Regions from separate parts of the Mus musculus genome. Here all the other regions are linked to region 1. Evidence: chromatin contacts called from public Hi-C and HiChIP or PLAC-seq data. All regions are on one chromosome and are shown on one strand. The core of a region is the stretch at or near the end of the contact, and the rest is flanking DNA. Distances in the headings are between cores, read along the strand shown.

Evidence for each region. A called contact is a pair of places that touch in the nucleus more often than the background predicts. HiChIP or PLAC-seq counts read pairs in DNA pulled down with a chosen protein or histone mark.
Region 2: a contact with region 1 is called in a BATF HiChIP or PLAC-seq map of CD8 T cells, with 5 read pairs. The contact joins two enhancer-like sites. A contact is called at or near these places in 2 of 115 datasets of contacts at active chromatin or transcription factors (CD8 T cells and memory CD8 T cells) and 2 of 9 other capture datasets (adipose tissue and pancreatic islet).
Region 3: an H3K27ac HiChIP or PLAC-seq map of CD8 T cells shows a contact between it and region 1, with 30 times the contacts expected there. The contact joins the promoter of Satb1 here to the enhancer-like site in region 1. A contact is called at or near these places in 2 of 484 Hi-C or Micro-C datasets (both in Th2 cells), 4 of 115 datasets of contacts at active chromatin or transcription factors (CD8 T cells, the SCID.adh cell line, Th2 cells and 1 more) and 2 of 9 other capture datasets (liver and pancreatic islet).
Region 4: a contact with region 1 is called in a Hi-C map of Th2 cells, with 1.9 times the contacts expected there. The contact joins two enhancer-like sites. A contact is called at or near these places in 1 of 484 Hi-C or Micro-C datasets (Th2 cells) and 3 of 115 datasets of contacts at active chromatin or transcription factors (CD8 T cells, the HPC-7 cell line and memory CD8 T cells).

What each region holds. Positions count from the first base shown.
Region 1 is chr17:52,034,832-52,038,257 of GRCm38.p6, forward strand. No RefSeq gene overlaps it. Among named protein-coding and RNA genes, the nearest start is that of Gm19585, 110 kb to the right of the region's middle. Within about 2 kb of position 1,865, at least 17 of the 459 cell types and tissues checked have an H3K27ac peak or open chromatin away from gene starts, as enhancers often do. A contact at or near this core is called in CD8 T cells, the SCID.adh cell line, Th2 cells and 1 more, where this site is marked.
Region 2 is chr17:51,805,764-51,809,189 of GRCm38.p6, forward strand. Satb1 (special AT-rich sequence binding protein 1) reads right to left here. Exons shown (of 11, transcript NM_009122.2): 2 at 3,280-3,426. Among named protein-coding and RNA genes, the nearest start is that of Satb1, 25 kb to the right of the region's middle. Within about 2 kb of position 1,893, at least 37 of the 459 cell types and tissues checked have an H3K27ac peak or open chromatin away from gene starts, as enhancers often do. A contact at or near this core is called in CD8 T cells, where this site is marked.
Region 3 is chr17:51,831,032-51,834,457 of GRCm38.p6, forward strand. It overlaps Satb1 (special AT-rich sequence binding protein 1), which reads right to left and starts at 1,616. Exons shown (of 11, transcript NM_009122.2): 1 at 1,439-1,616.
Region 4 is chr17:51,902,668-51,906,093 of GRCm38.p6, forward strand. Gm20098 (predicted gene, 20098) reads left to right here. Exons shown (of 3, transcript NR_045095.1): 2 at 2,824-3,213. Among named protein-coding and RNA genes, the nearest start is that of Gm20098, 22 kb to the left of the region's middle. Within about 2 kb of position 1,499, at least 50 of the 459 cell types and tissues checked have an H3K27ac peak or open chromatin away from gene starts, as enhancers often do. A contact at or near this core is called in CD8 T cells and Th2 cells, where this site is marked.

The DNA of each region.
Region 1 (3,426 bases), core at 615-3,114:
ACTCAAGGCTGGGTGTCTGTTCTATTTCATTTCTGCTGCTGTGATACCACTGTGACCAAAAGCAACTCTTGGAGGAGAGGGTTTATTCCAACTCAGAAGTCATAGCCCATTACTGAGGGAAGTCAGGGAAAGAACTCAAGGCAGGAACCTGAAACAGAAACGAAGGAAGAACACTAATTTCTGGATTGTCTGATGGCCTGCTCTGTGGTAGTTCTTGCTCAGTTAGGTTTATATATATATGTGCCAGCATCACCTGCTCAGAAAATATCATTGTCCTCCTAGACTGATTAAGACAGTCAAAACAATATTCCATAGACATGCCCACAGATCAACCTGATAAAGGCAATTACTCAAATGGGACTCTTTTCAGATATTGAAAGTTAATGATAACTAGGACAGTATCTGACTCCATCTATGTCCACATATTTTTCTGTGAGTGGATGTACTTGTCTCAGTGCCTAACATAGGGCAGACCCTAAGCAAAAGATTGGAAGGTTTGAGGAACGAGAGACTCTGGCATTCAAGCCAGCTAAAGGTATTTATCAGTTTTCACTCGACTGAAGGGGGTTGTTTTGAATTTCTAACACACCAGCACATGACAGTTATCTTTATTATGATCTAGGTGTGGACAGTATCTACCTGGCTCCCATTCTTCTGTATTGATGCCCTATTAACTATTGGGCATATTTTGTGGATTAAGCTATACTACGTATAGCTTAAACTAGACTTCCTGTATTATGGATGGCATGTCTGTGGTGGTTACCATTGACTGTCAACCTAACAGGACCTAGAATCCCCTAGGAGACAAGCCTCTGGGCAGGCCTGTGATGGATTATCTAGGTTAGGTTCACTGAGGTGATTGCTGTTCTGGACTTCATAAGAATAGCAGCATAGTATGAGGAGTCCTGAGTATGGACACAATGTGACTGCTTGCTACAAGCTCCTACCATGGTGACTTCTCTGCCGTGGCAGATAGCATCCTTGAACTGTAAGACTAAATAAACTCTTCCATCCTTAAGCTGCTCATGTTCCAGCAACAACACAAATAACTGATTCAGTATCAGTGACAAATGTGCTAGTATTTGCCTGTCTCTCCTTATCTGGGTTAGAGGAACTGGCCTCCTATCTGTTGAAGTAGTCCGGGATCGTATCATGTGAATGCACGTGGGGTTACTGAGAAACAAATACTGCTGCTTTTGAAAAGGGAGATTTAGAATTAGATTCTTAAATGTGATAGTTTCATATGTTTAATCATTAAGATTATCTTCCTGGGAACACTGGAGCCTTTGTTCTGATGACTATATTTCCTCTGAACTCTTTGATGCTGAGTTTTCTCTGCTTGAAATATTTTCCCGAGGTCTAATGAAACCACAGAAAAGAGTATATACCTGCCTGACCACCCCCTGAAAACCATGTGGAGGTGGTGGGTGGCAGAGTCAGTTCTCAGCTTTGGCCTAAGATTTTAGAGCTCACTGGGAGAAGTTAAAGGGCCTGTTTTTGAGACTCTGTTTTTGCATAGGTGATAGGGTTGGATTAGTCAGTTTATGAATTATTCAGGGGTAGATTAGACAGATAATAGATTACTCAGGCCTCAGTTCCTTTCCTACTTCTCTTACCACATCTGACTCTTGCTCATTTCGTTCTAAACTGGCTGCTCCCAAAGATGTAGAGAGACAGAAGAAAGGAAGATATGGTATCTAGAATTTCTCAGCAATGTTCAGAGGAGTGAAAAATTGCCTTGATGTCTAACATCTGTACCTGTAGGGGAAAGGAAGGAGAGGGACTGGCATGAACTCAGCAGTGTGGGATATTTGAAGTCATGCCCCTGGCTACACTGAGAGCAAAGGAAGTGAACAGGAAAGCAAGTGGGTACCCAGGTGTGACGAGAGAGTAGCAGTAGGTGCCCATTCCGGGCATATCCTCAGTCAGGCTAAACCTGGGCTCGGCAAGGAGTGTCTGAGCGTAATGATCCTTAGGACATGTGCAACTTTTATTTTAGCTAAAAATATATTGAGTTCCAATTATGTGTTAGGTGATACAGATATTATATCACTATCACTTTTCACTTTACGTTTTAGTAGGTCAAACAATAGCTTAAAGTACAAAGTCAGTTGCTGAATACAAGTTTGGAGGTAGGGACTCTGAAGGTAGGTACAGAGCATCAGAAATGTCATTATAAGCTCATGATTTGGGAACTAGAGAGATGGTTCAGGAATTAAGAACACTTTTTAGCAGAGGACATACATATAGTAGTTTGGTTTGTAACATACATATAGCAATAGACAACCTCCTATAACTCCAGTTTTAGAGAATATAGCACCTTCTTTTGGCTTCCTCAGGCACAGGGCGTGCATATGTGCATATACATGCAGGCTAACACACATAAAATTAAAGTAAATAAATCTTTTAAAAAGTATGTTCTTTTCAGTATATGTTATACTGCTGTCTAGATAAAATAAAAAGGATTCTAAATGAGTCTTTTTTTTTTTTTTAACATAGTTTCAAATTGATGTTGAAGCTCAAAATATGTCCCGTGGGTGAGGACAAAATAATATAGATGAAGGACATTGTGTCTGCTGTTGTTTCTTGCCTTAAACAAGGGTTTCCCCTTTTGCCTTTACTTGTGTGTATGTGCATATGTGTGGTGTGTGTGTGTACATGAATATGGCACATGAGTGCTTTTGCACATGTGCATATGTATGTAAAGGTCAGAGTTAACCTCAGGTATCTTCCTTATTCCTTTCCACCTTAGTTTATGTTTTATGTGTATATTGTTTTGTTTGTGAATATATTGTTGTAACATGTGCATACCCGATGCCTACAGAGGTCAGAAGAGGGCACCAGATACTCTGGAACTGAAGGTACAGGTGGTTAGGAGCCTCACTGAAGGTGCTGGGAATCACTAGCAGATCCTCTAGATTATATTCATTGCCTGTAACAGCTAAGTCATCTCTCCAGCCACCCACCTTAGTTTAAAAAAAAATAATTAATTTTTTATTTATTCACTTTACATCCCAACATCAGCCCCCGCCCCCATCTTCTCCTAGTTCTCCCTCACACAGATCCTGCCTCAATTCTCCCCTTCTCCTCTGAGAAAGCAAAGGTACCTTGGGTATCACCAGCAACACTTCCTACCCACCCCTGACTCCTCTACAGTCCCCCCCACCCCCCACCATCAAGTCACTGCAGGGCTAAGTGTATCCTCTCCCATTGAGGCCAGACAAGGCCATCCTTTCCTACAGCTGGAGCCGTGGGTTGCTCCATGTGTACTCTTTGATTGGTGGTTTAGTCCCTACAATCTCTGGGGAGGTCTGGTTGGTTGATATTGTTGTTATTCCTATGGGGTTGCAAACCCCTTCAGCTTCTTCAGTCCTTCACCTAACTCCTCCATTGGGGTCCCCATACTCAGTCAGATGGTTGGCTGTG
Region 2 (3,426 bases), core at 643-3,142, 230 kb before region 1:
GAAGAGCCCACCTTCTTCCTGCATACACACTTCTGTTAATAACAAGCTTTACCTGCTTGCGCCCAAATTATCTGACTAGACAATGATTTTTCTGCCTGGTTTTCAGCATTTCCTCTAACTGGTTCCACAAAAGAAACACAAAACGTAACCACATCGGTGCTCATAGGCACTGTTTGAATGTACAGAACAAACAAAACAGAATACTTCTATCTATGACTACCCATTTCATCTATCCAGGAAAAAGCCATTGACAGCAGCCATAAGTCTTTAACGTTAACAATTTCTGCTGCAGTTAAATATGGTAAAAATGACAGAGTGTGAAAGGAAAGCTGGCCTTCCTGCGATCCAGGAGAGGCAGGCTCTGCGTGGGGTCTGCTGCTTCTCTGTTGGCACCCAGTCCAAGAGCTCAGTGACACAGGCCACAGGACTGTTGGGAAGGAGATTTGGCCCAGAAGCCGGAGTCCACCTGCAGTGGCACTCAAGGTATTAATGCAGTACGCTGTCAGACTTCCAACAGTTCCAGAAAAGGGTTAAAAACAGATGCATCTGAGCAGTACTGTGGCACACTGCCAGGAGAGTATCATCTTTAGCATAAATGATGACAAGGGTTACTTTAACAGGGCACCCAGGATCCCCAATTAGTTCCACAGTATCCCTGCCTGCGTCGGCTCTATACTCTGGACTTGTACTGGACTGGCAGAACCCTAACTTCTGAGGGTGTCAGCTGCCCATCCCCTGCTCTGAGGATCGGCATGACATTTCCCTACTGCCTGAGAGGCCCTTTACAAATCCTCTATTTGCTGGTTTCTGCTGAACAAAAGCCGGCCATAAAACAGCTCCATCTTTCCACATGTGTGTCTTCACCTAAGCTCTGCGAAACCATTCACAGGAGACTCCAGCTCTGACAATTAAACCAACCCCTTTAGGTTTACTTAGAAAAGCTCACAAACTCGTTGGGAAGTACCAGCAGGCTAGGCATGAAACACAAGCCGCAGAGCTTGCCAATATTCTTGTCATTCATTCAGCTGTTTTATACCAGAGAGAGAACCCGTCAGGGATCAGAAGAGAACTTGGGGAGACCGCAGCAAAAATAGCAATATGCAAACTGGTGATTTCTTCCTTGGCTTGAAGGTATTTTGGCAAAATCTCTTAAACAAATAAAAACACCCAACCCCTTTTTCTTAGTGCTTTCTCAGCTTAGCCACAATTTTTATCTAGCACCTGTCAAACAGAAACCAAGCACATGAAAAATAAGATTAAAAAAAATAATAAAAAAACAAAACCTCCCAAAAGACTTCTGATTTTTTTTTTTTTTTGCTGTTTGTTTTGAGCGCAGACCCTCCTAGAATTAAAATGTATTTCTTAGATATGTAATTTTGAATGCAATGCATTTCTTAAAGCATTTGAGGAGTGAGATGACCACACTCTAGCTCTTAGCTCCTTCTCCTCACTACTGATGTCTGAGGAGTTGGGGTTTGCAAGCCAAAATCACGTATACTGCATTTTCCTCTCATGGAATCAGAGGTGTCAAATAGCTTTTCAGACCTCTGCTCTATGAAATAAGTGAAACCTTTTCAAACCACTGAAACAGCCTGGATTGACTCTGTGTTTAATTGATCGAATTTAAAGGTGCCTTATAGATAATAAAGGTGGCTGCGATACGGTAGCAACAGGATCATCTAATTACAAATCCGGTGCTAGATCGTCTTGAGAACTGTCACGGTTGCCCTCCTGTTACTAGGAGTAATGTTAAACAGGAGCCTTCGCTGGACTGCCTGATTATTCAAGCTGGTGTTTGGCCAGACTTCCAACTACTGCAACTTCATAGCCTTCCTGCATTAGACAGGGAGCACTGGTCACTGCTGCAAGCTAAAAATACCACATGATTTAAACCTGAAGGCAGTCTTAGAGGCTTTTGCTGGAGGTTCATGAGCCTGTGTAAACAGCACGGCAGCCATAAGGAGCAGGGAAGTCTGTAGAATCCTTGTCTAAAACTGTCCTGGCATTAAAGTTTGCTGTGCAAATATCACATAATACCAGAGACAGCTGAAATCTCCTATTTAGGAATTTATGGAACTTGTGTGTTTGCAGGCGTCAGAAAGTCTTTTTTTATAGAGCCTCAGCACTACACAGTACAATATTAATGCACTCTGTTTGAAAAGCCATAATAAATTATATTTTTAATGCTCTTACCCTGGCTTAAAGATGCATACATTCTTGGCAAACAATCAATAAATAGGGTAATCATGAGTAGAGGCCAAAGAATTTGCTGAAGGGCTGTTTTTCCATTTTTAATAGATAAAGATCTAACAATACGGAGTGCTGTGTCTGTTTATTTCAGGATCAATATATTCTTTGTTTTCGCCAAACCAAGGAAAAAAATAAATGATTGTATGATAAATATGATAAATGTTATGCATCAAACACAATGAAATTCCTCGGCCTCCTAACTTTCTCTGCTTAGTATTCGTGCTGAGTAAAAGATGGCATTATTATTCTTTGCTTAGCAAATGCAGAAAAAATCTGAGTCCTACATGTTATTCAATGACAAAATAAAGACCCCTGTGAGGCATACAGGGTATTCCACACAGGACCTGACTTGTAGGGACAGCAATGTCTAACACAGGCAAAGTTGTAAAAACTTCATCCATTTAATATTGGTAGAAAAATCACTTGTTTGTATTTTTCCCCTTTACAAACTTGCCTAAATCTTCCTTTCCCTTTACCAAAAATACTCAAAATTAAAAACCAGAATCAGCAAATTGTTTTTAAAAAACAAACTGTTAAATAATAACTTTGCTCTTCAGAAAAATAAAAAGCACAGTAAATTACATCAGAAATCTTTGTTCTCATGTCAGGTCCATGTCCTGAAAATCCCCTTACAGTTAGTAATCTCAGGAAAAACCTATGGTGATTCTCAGACAAGCTCAGTCTCTTACCCAGGATCAGCTCAAACAGCAGCTACCTGCACACCCATAACTGCAGCAGTGTCGCCAAATGGACCTTGTCTAGACGAAGACCATGACACTGAACTCAGACTTTTTACTCTCCAAATATACCAGGGCCTCCAGTCTTAGGAAGAGAGAGGCACCACTCAAAACCAGCACACATGCTTTCAGAACCTGACTGACACCACAGCCCACAATGCCATTTAATTTCCCATCAGAAAGACACCTAGAAAGAGAATATGCCCAGCATGTTCCAGCCCTACACCTCCACACAGGGTGGCCTTGGGCAGACATCAAGCAGCTTTGCAGGATTTGATTGGCGAGTATTTACCTTTCCTAAGGTTGGTTTTCATGAGATGGCCCGAGTGTTTTAAAGGCACTCCCTGCATCTTTCCACCTGTGCTCCCAAGCCTTCCTCTTCCTAGAGGGCTCCCGTTCTGCTCCAGGCGGGCAATCTTGGCGGGTGGACCCTTCGGAT
Region 3 (3,426 bases), core at 366-2,865, 200 kb before region 1:
GGTGTAAAATTAAGTAAAGTTTTTGGAAGGCTGAGCTTCTGTCACCAGGCACAAACACTGTAAAAAATCCAGGTACTGCTTAAGGACAGAACCTGACTTCTGGCAGAAAGAGACCAGACTCTTGCTCATTCCCCTCTTCTGTCTTGGGAAAGTTGGGTTCTCTGGCCTCCAAGGATACAAACATGGAACCCCAGCCAATCAATCGGGAGCAGAAAAGGTTCTCTCCAGGGAATTGGGTGTCTTCCGGTCCCTATGGACAAGTGAAATCCACGTCTTAACCCTGGGAATCCTACATGCCTCAGAGAAAGTTCTCCCAGAAAGGGTGCAGAGGTCAAAGTTGTCAACCGGACATTTTAAGAGATGAGCCTGTGGTTGACATCTTGTTAAGTAAAACCTGGCCCTGGTGGAGGCCAGGGTCAAAACCTCTACCCTGAGCTCTAAGCTGCTGTCCTCTTGGTCTTCTGGGATCATCCCAGAAGGGACCTGTTTAGCGCCTTTTGCTGGGCCAAGCACACGCACGTGTCACCATCTGGACCTGCCGCTTGCCCCCTCAGTCCCTTGCATTCGAGCTGCCCAACCCCAGTTCGGCCACCCTGGGAGCTCTGCAATGGAGGAACACTGTAGAAGGCCGCCGCTCTCGGGTGTGTACTGTCGCAGGGAAATGAGGAGTTGCCCCCTGGGCTGCACCTGTGGGGCCACAGTCCCAGCTAAGACACCATGTACCTCCCTCGGCTTCCCGCCCAAGCCCAAACCCGAATCACCCTCCAGGACCGACCCGCGATCGCCGGCGTGGGCTGCACGAGCGCTGTTCTTCGGCTCTCAAACTCTGGGCTCCAACTTGAGCGCCCAGCGCCCGAGTGGCTCTCGGGATAGAGAAGTTGCCACAAACTTCCCAGGCCCCTCTCCACCTCCGCTCGCCACCAGCAAAGTAGGGCTGGCCGGGAAAGAACAGGGGGAGATGAGATGGGAGAGGATGCTAAGTGAACTCCAGATCTGGCGCGCGACCTTTCCAACTCCACCCCGCACCTCGCCTCCTTCCCCGCACCGGGGCTCACTGAGCGGCTCCCTTTTCCCCACTCGCCCGCCGAGGGCTTCCCCCCACGCCGCCTTCGTCCTCTAAAGCGGGCCATGCCCACGACCTGGACTAAAGTGTCTAACGAGGGACTCCTGCCGGGCAGGTGTGCGGGAGAGGCAAAGACGCCAAGTAAGTCCGCATCCCGGCCATGACCCTCACTTCACCAGCCCAGTCCTCCCGAATGTCTGAGCGCGCTCGAGAGAAGGGCCAGCAAGACCCCGGCACGCGAGGGGCGCAGAGTCGCCCCAGCCGGGGCCACTGAGAAGTTTGGATCGGTTCCGCATCCGCAGAAAACGGAGGCGAGCCGGGCAAGAGACCCAGAGCGGGAGCAGCACTGGCAGGGAGCAAAGAAGCGGGACTCACTCAGGCGTGGAACCGGGACAGCGCGGGCCAGCGGTGCGGGCCGAGGCCGGGTCGGCTCCCCGCGCGGGCGCGCCGGGCGGCGGACTTCCCGGGCGGCGGCTGCAGCTGCTGCCACCTCCCCGCCGCCGAGCTGGCGGCCGCCGCGGAAGTTAATGGCAACTTGACTTCAAGTTGTCTCCTCTCCCCATCCGAAGTGGGCGTTTAAAGGGGGCAGAGCGCGGCGAGCAGCGAGCGGGGAGCGCGCGGGGCCGAGGGGGAAGGGAAGGGGCGGGGGCGGGGCGGGGCGCGGGAGGGGGCGCGGGAGCCGCTCGGAGCCCGCAGTGTAGAGCGCGGCGCGGGCGATCGGGGCGCCCCCACGAGAGCCCCCCGACGCTGGCCGGGGGCCGTGCGTGCCTGGGGCGCCGCGCTCTCGCCTCTCGCCCGCGTGGGGGGCTTGCGGACCCCACAGCGGGAGCGACCGGGCCCGGCCTGCCTCCCCCGCGCCCGCGGCCGCTTCTCCCCCTGGCGGCAGGATCCTGGGCGGCCGGTGGCTCCGAGAGCGCGCAGTGGAGCCCGAGCTGAGCCGAGCCCGAGCCACCGCAGCCGCCACATCCCTGAGCGCCGCCCGGGTGCAGGGTCGCTGCGGGAGAGCGACCCCGCGGCCGCCAGGGTAAGTGTGGGCGAGCCCCGGAGCCCCACCGCCCCGGCCCTCACCTGCACCGCCCCCGCCGCGCACCCTCGCCGCCCGCCGCTTCCTCTTGTCGTTGTTTGCCTGGGCTTTGGGGGTGCAGAGCGCGGGGCATTGGTGTGTGTGTGTGCCAGCGGAGGAGGAAGTCAGGTGAGAGGCCTGAGCACAACCCCCGCGCCCCGCAAGCCAGCTTGTGTGGGGTGTGTCGCTCCCCAGTAGGGGCATGCGGGCCAAGTTTTCCCCTCTCTTCAATGTTTGATGGAGAAGATCTTTCCTAGAGGGGACCTCCTTCCCTTCAAACTGATGGGCTCTTCTTGCTATCCTCTTCTCTTGGGCACCCCTATTGAGGAACACATAGTGGATGGAGGAGGAGGGGGCCTCTTGCAGACCCCCTTCTCAACCCCAGCTATTTGCATCAGTATCATTTTCCTGTCGGCAGCTGTAGGTCGACGCACCCAACCAGAAGGAGATGCTTAAGCCACTGTCCAAGTCTCTTCTCCCACCCTGACCCACCCAAAAGCAGGGGCAAAGAGGTCAAGAAATGCGGATTTCGTAGGAGGGGAGGCTGGGCCCAGGGACCTTTTCAACTGGTGAAGCTCCAAAGAACTCTGAAAGGTCAAAGTAGCTGAAGGCTTGGACCCCCAAGCTAGGGAGAAATTGGACTCTATCAACTTTAACCCACTCCCCTGCTACTCCTTCCCCACACAACCCCCAGCTCTAAGGAAGCTATCAACTAACAGGTCTTTTGTTTCCTGTTGTGTCGCCTTTGGGAAATTTGCATTGAACGTGACGATAGAAAATTACTACTGTTTACTCGAAGTTAAGGGGGTTGCAGAACGAAAACAGTTTTTACTTTTCTCTTTGTGTGTTTGGCAAGGAGTGGAGCTGTTAGGTTCGTGGCAGGAATTGCAGAAGCTCAGTTGTAAAAATAAGGACTGTAGAACTGCCTGGGTCTGTTTTTAGCAGCTGCACTTTCTTGCGTTCTTTCACATAAGGCTTGCTCTCTCATTAAGTCCCCATAAATAATTGTATGTGGAGCGAAGGCAGTCAGGGTGGCAGGATTGAGATTGCTGGGAGTTCCATCCCTCCAGCGCAGAGCTGTTTGCAGGCAAGTTCCTGGAAAGTGACTGTGGGCTGAGAATTCAGTTTTTCCTAAAAGCTCTGTCAGGTCCTCTTCTGTCGGTTGCCTATGAATCAAGCCTGACACGGTGGGTGACTAGCGATTTGAGCCTTGGTAGCAAACACGTCGACGGTGCAGTGGGAGTTTTTGTTTGTGTTTTGTTTTTTGGTTTGGTTTGGTTTTTTTTTGTTTTTGTTTTTG
Region 4 (3,426 bases), core at 249-2,748, 130 kb before region 1:
CATAGATTTCCTGTATGAAACTGTCGTTTTTAAAGGCTCTTCTAAGTCCTTTATCTCTTTGCTGTGTGTCTAAACTGTGTTTTTATTCTCTGGACCTGCAGGAACCCCAGTGTGAATGGCCACTAACACTCTGCTTCACTTCTTTGGTCCCCATATGTGATATATTCAGAAAGATTGTGTTCTCTTCCCCTGAAGATCTTAAAAAGACAGTCAAGAAACTTGCTTATTCTGGTCAGAATTTTCCTGGTTCAAAGCCATGATTTCTGTGTCTTTATTAAGAAAGAATGCCCAGCAATAGATCACCAATACTCGAGGAACACAGTGGTATTTTTGTCTCATTTTGCTTTACTTGGACTTTTTTTTTTGTCTTATCAGTCTTTTGTTTGCTTATTTTAATTTCTATTTTGTGAGGATTTTTTTTGTACATGTGAATTTCTTTTGGTTTTGTTTGCTTATTTTAAAAGGAGAAAGAGATAAGGAATGCAAAGTTGGGAGGGGAGAAATTGAGGGAGGGGGAAACACCATCAAAATATATCATATGAAAAATGTTTTAATTAAAAAAAGTTTTCAGCTGTGGTGGTGCAGGGTGGTAGGATTTGCTGAATGCAATAGGATCAGGAGTTCAAGGCCAGCCTGGAATATGTGATTTTTTAGCCAGGTGGTGATGGTATGCCTTATTAATCCCAGCACTCAGCAGGCAGAGGTAGGTGGATCTCTGTGAGTTTGAGGCCAGCCTGATCTACACAGTGAGTTCCAGGACAGTCAGGGGTAAATAGTGAGACCCTGTCTCAAAGTTCTCACCCTCCAAAAAATATTAGAAAGAAAGAGAGAAAGAAAGAAAGAAAGAAAGAAAGAAAGAGAGAGAGAGAGAGAAAGAGAGAGAAAGAGAGAAAGAGAGAAAGAAAGAAAGAAAGAAAGAAAGAGAAGAGAGAGAGAAAGAAAGGAAGAAAGGAACAAAGAAAGAAGGAAAGAAAGAAAAGAAGGAAAAGAAAACCTTGCTTTGACCCAAGAATCAAGTGACTTTCACAAAATAGTTTGGAGATTGGGACAGAAATGAGATGACCTGGGACATGTTCAGGTCTCTTCCAGAGGGACAGAACTAGCTTGAGCTCATCTTTTGAAAACCAAATAGGCATTCCTATTTTCAAGTAATTGTGAAGATGCCTGGAGTAAGACTCTAGTTCTAGAAAATTCGTTATAGTTACACTAAACTGTGGCTCATGAACCATGAGCAGGTTTCACAGGAGCCTTGCAGAACAACTTTTCTTTTCAGAGGCTACATGCCTTGTGAGGCTCAGATGGTGGTATGCTGGGAATTCCAAGATGATGTCATGGGTACCCAAAACACGTAGTGAGGCAGGCATGATGCCATCTGTGCTTTCTGGGTGTCATTTCTGACAAGGAATCTGAGCTTTCTGGAAGGAAGGATGCACATCAGGGTACACAGAGACTCATGCTATAGTGACTTCCGCTCTGTAGCACATGCACAGCTTCCTGTTTTGGTCTGATAGTTTTCCCCTGGGCTTTCAGAGACGCAAAATTACCCACACAGAGATAGGTTGCCCATGAAGAGAGCATATGTCTTATTTTTGGAAGCTTTCTTTAACAGTATCTTTGTTATTTTGTTTTATAAACCCTGTTTCCTCTTGTATTTTATATCATATCTTGACAGTAATTTCACCCAACCTTGAGGACTCCTCTTTCTCCCTCTTAAGGCTTTTATTTCTTGGCATTTTTCCCCCCATCATCTGTAGGAAATGTTCTTGTTACTGTTTTATTTATTTATAATATTAATGGCCTTATTCAGGTCTTACCATACATGTTTTTATTTCATTGGGTCAACCATTTGAAACTACTTGAGAATGTCTCAAGTGAGGTAACCAAAGATGCCTTCAACATACTCTCTGCTTCCAAGTTGTGTAGAGTTCGGGTGGGAAACTATGTGTGTAAAAACAGTAGTAAAAATAAAAGATGATTTCTCCTACGGGGGGAAGGAAGGAGGGTCACACAGATTTGCCATGTGCTTCGTGGCCACTGTGTTCATTGGTGAAGGGCCTGTGTAAACATTTTGTTCAGGCTTTCCCCATTGGATTTGATTGTTTAATTATAGACATTTTTTCATATAGCCTCTGTGTGTGTGTGTGTGTGTGTGTGTGTGTGTGTGTGTGTGTGTGTGTGAGTGTGCATGTGGAGGTCAGAGGACAACCTCAGTGATGGTTCTGCTCTTTGACTGGCTGGCCTGTGAACATCTAGAATTCCTCCAGTCTCTGATTCCTGTTTCCTGATGGATGAACAGGCACACAACTGAGTCTTCCTCTTAGGTAGGCTTTAGAGGTCTGAACTCAGTTCCTCATGCTGGCCTGCCTTCTCTTTTACCCACTAAGTCACCTCCTCATACTCTGCCTTTTGTTTTCTCTTCTTTTTCCTTTGTTGACACAGGGTCTTACTATGTAACTCTCACTGGATAGAGCAGGCTGACGTCAAAGTCACAGATACCTGCCTGCCCCTGATGCCTGAGTGCTAAGGTTAAAAATGTGTACCACCGTACCTGGTTTCTTTTTGTTTGTTTTGTGTTTTTGATATCTAATGCTTTCTGAGCCTTGTTGTAAAGTTACTGAGATACACTCCTGTGTTTTCTCCAATGTCTACGTTTACATATATCAAAAAAAAATACAAATTAAAACCAATGTGTTATTAATATATACTTGCTAGAATGATAGAGTTATAACATATTGTGAGTGAAAATATGAAATGAGAAAGCATGATGAGATTTATTCTGGTATGCATGCGCCTCACCCAAGTCTTTGGTATTTATACTTTTAGATCTTATCCAGAAGGAATGAAAACATCTATTAAGAAAACTTGTACATGTCTATAGCATCCTCGTCATGGGCTGGGATGCCCATGAATAGAAAGTGGACACACATTCGGTTACCTGTATAGTGGAATCTAACCTGCGCTGGAGAACTACCCTCAAAGTACAGGGTTAAAAAGACTTTCCACAAGGGAGTCTTCTACATGTTTTCTTTTGTACCAGCTTCTAGAGTTGACAGAAACTTACCCACGATGAAGCAAACTGCAGGCATCTGCAGTGGTCTTCACATTCAGCTGGTGGCCCCCACTCATATGCTGTCATCTCAATTCCCTGTGACAACACTTGATGGAGACCAGCCACTAGAGAATAGTCAAGAGGACAGAGATCTCCTCTTTGAGGTCAGTGCCCTTTATTTCAGAGATCTGCCCTCCTCCTCCCACTGTGAGGACACAGTACGAAGGTGAGCATTTGGATCACTATGTCTGCTGCCACTTGGATCTTGGACTTATCAGACTCAAGAATCGTGAGGAGTAGGTATCTTTGTCACACGACTTGTGGATTCTGTTACAGCAGCCCTATGCTGACTGCAATGAGGAACACTGACTGGATAA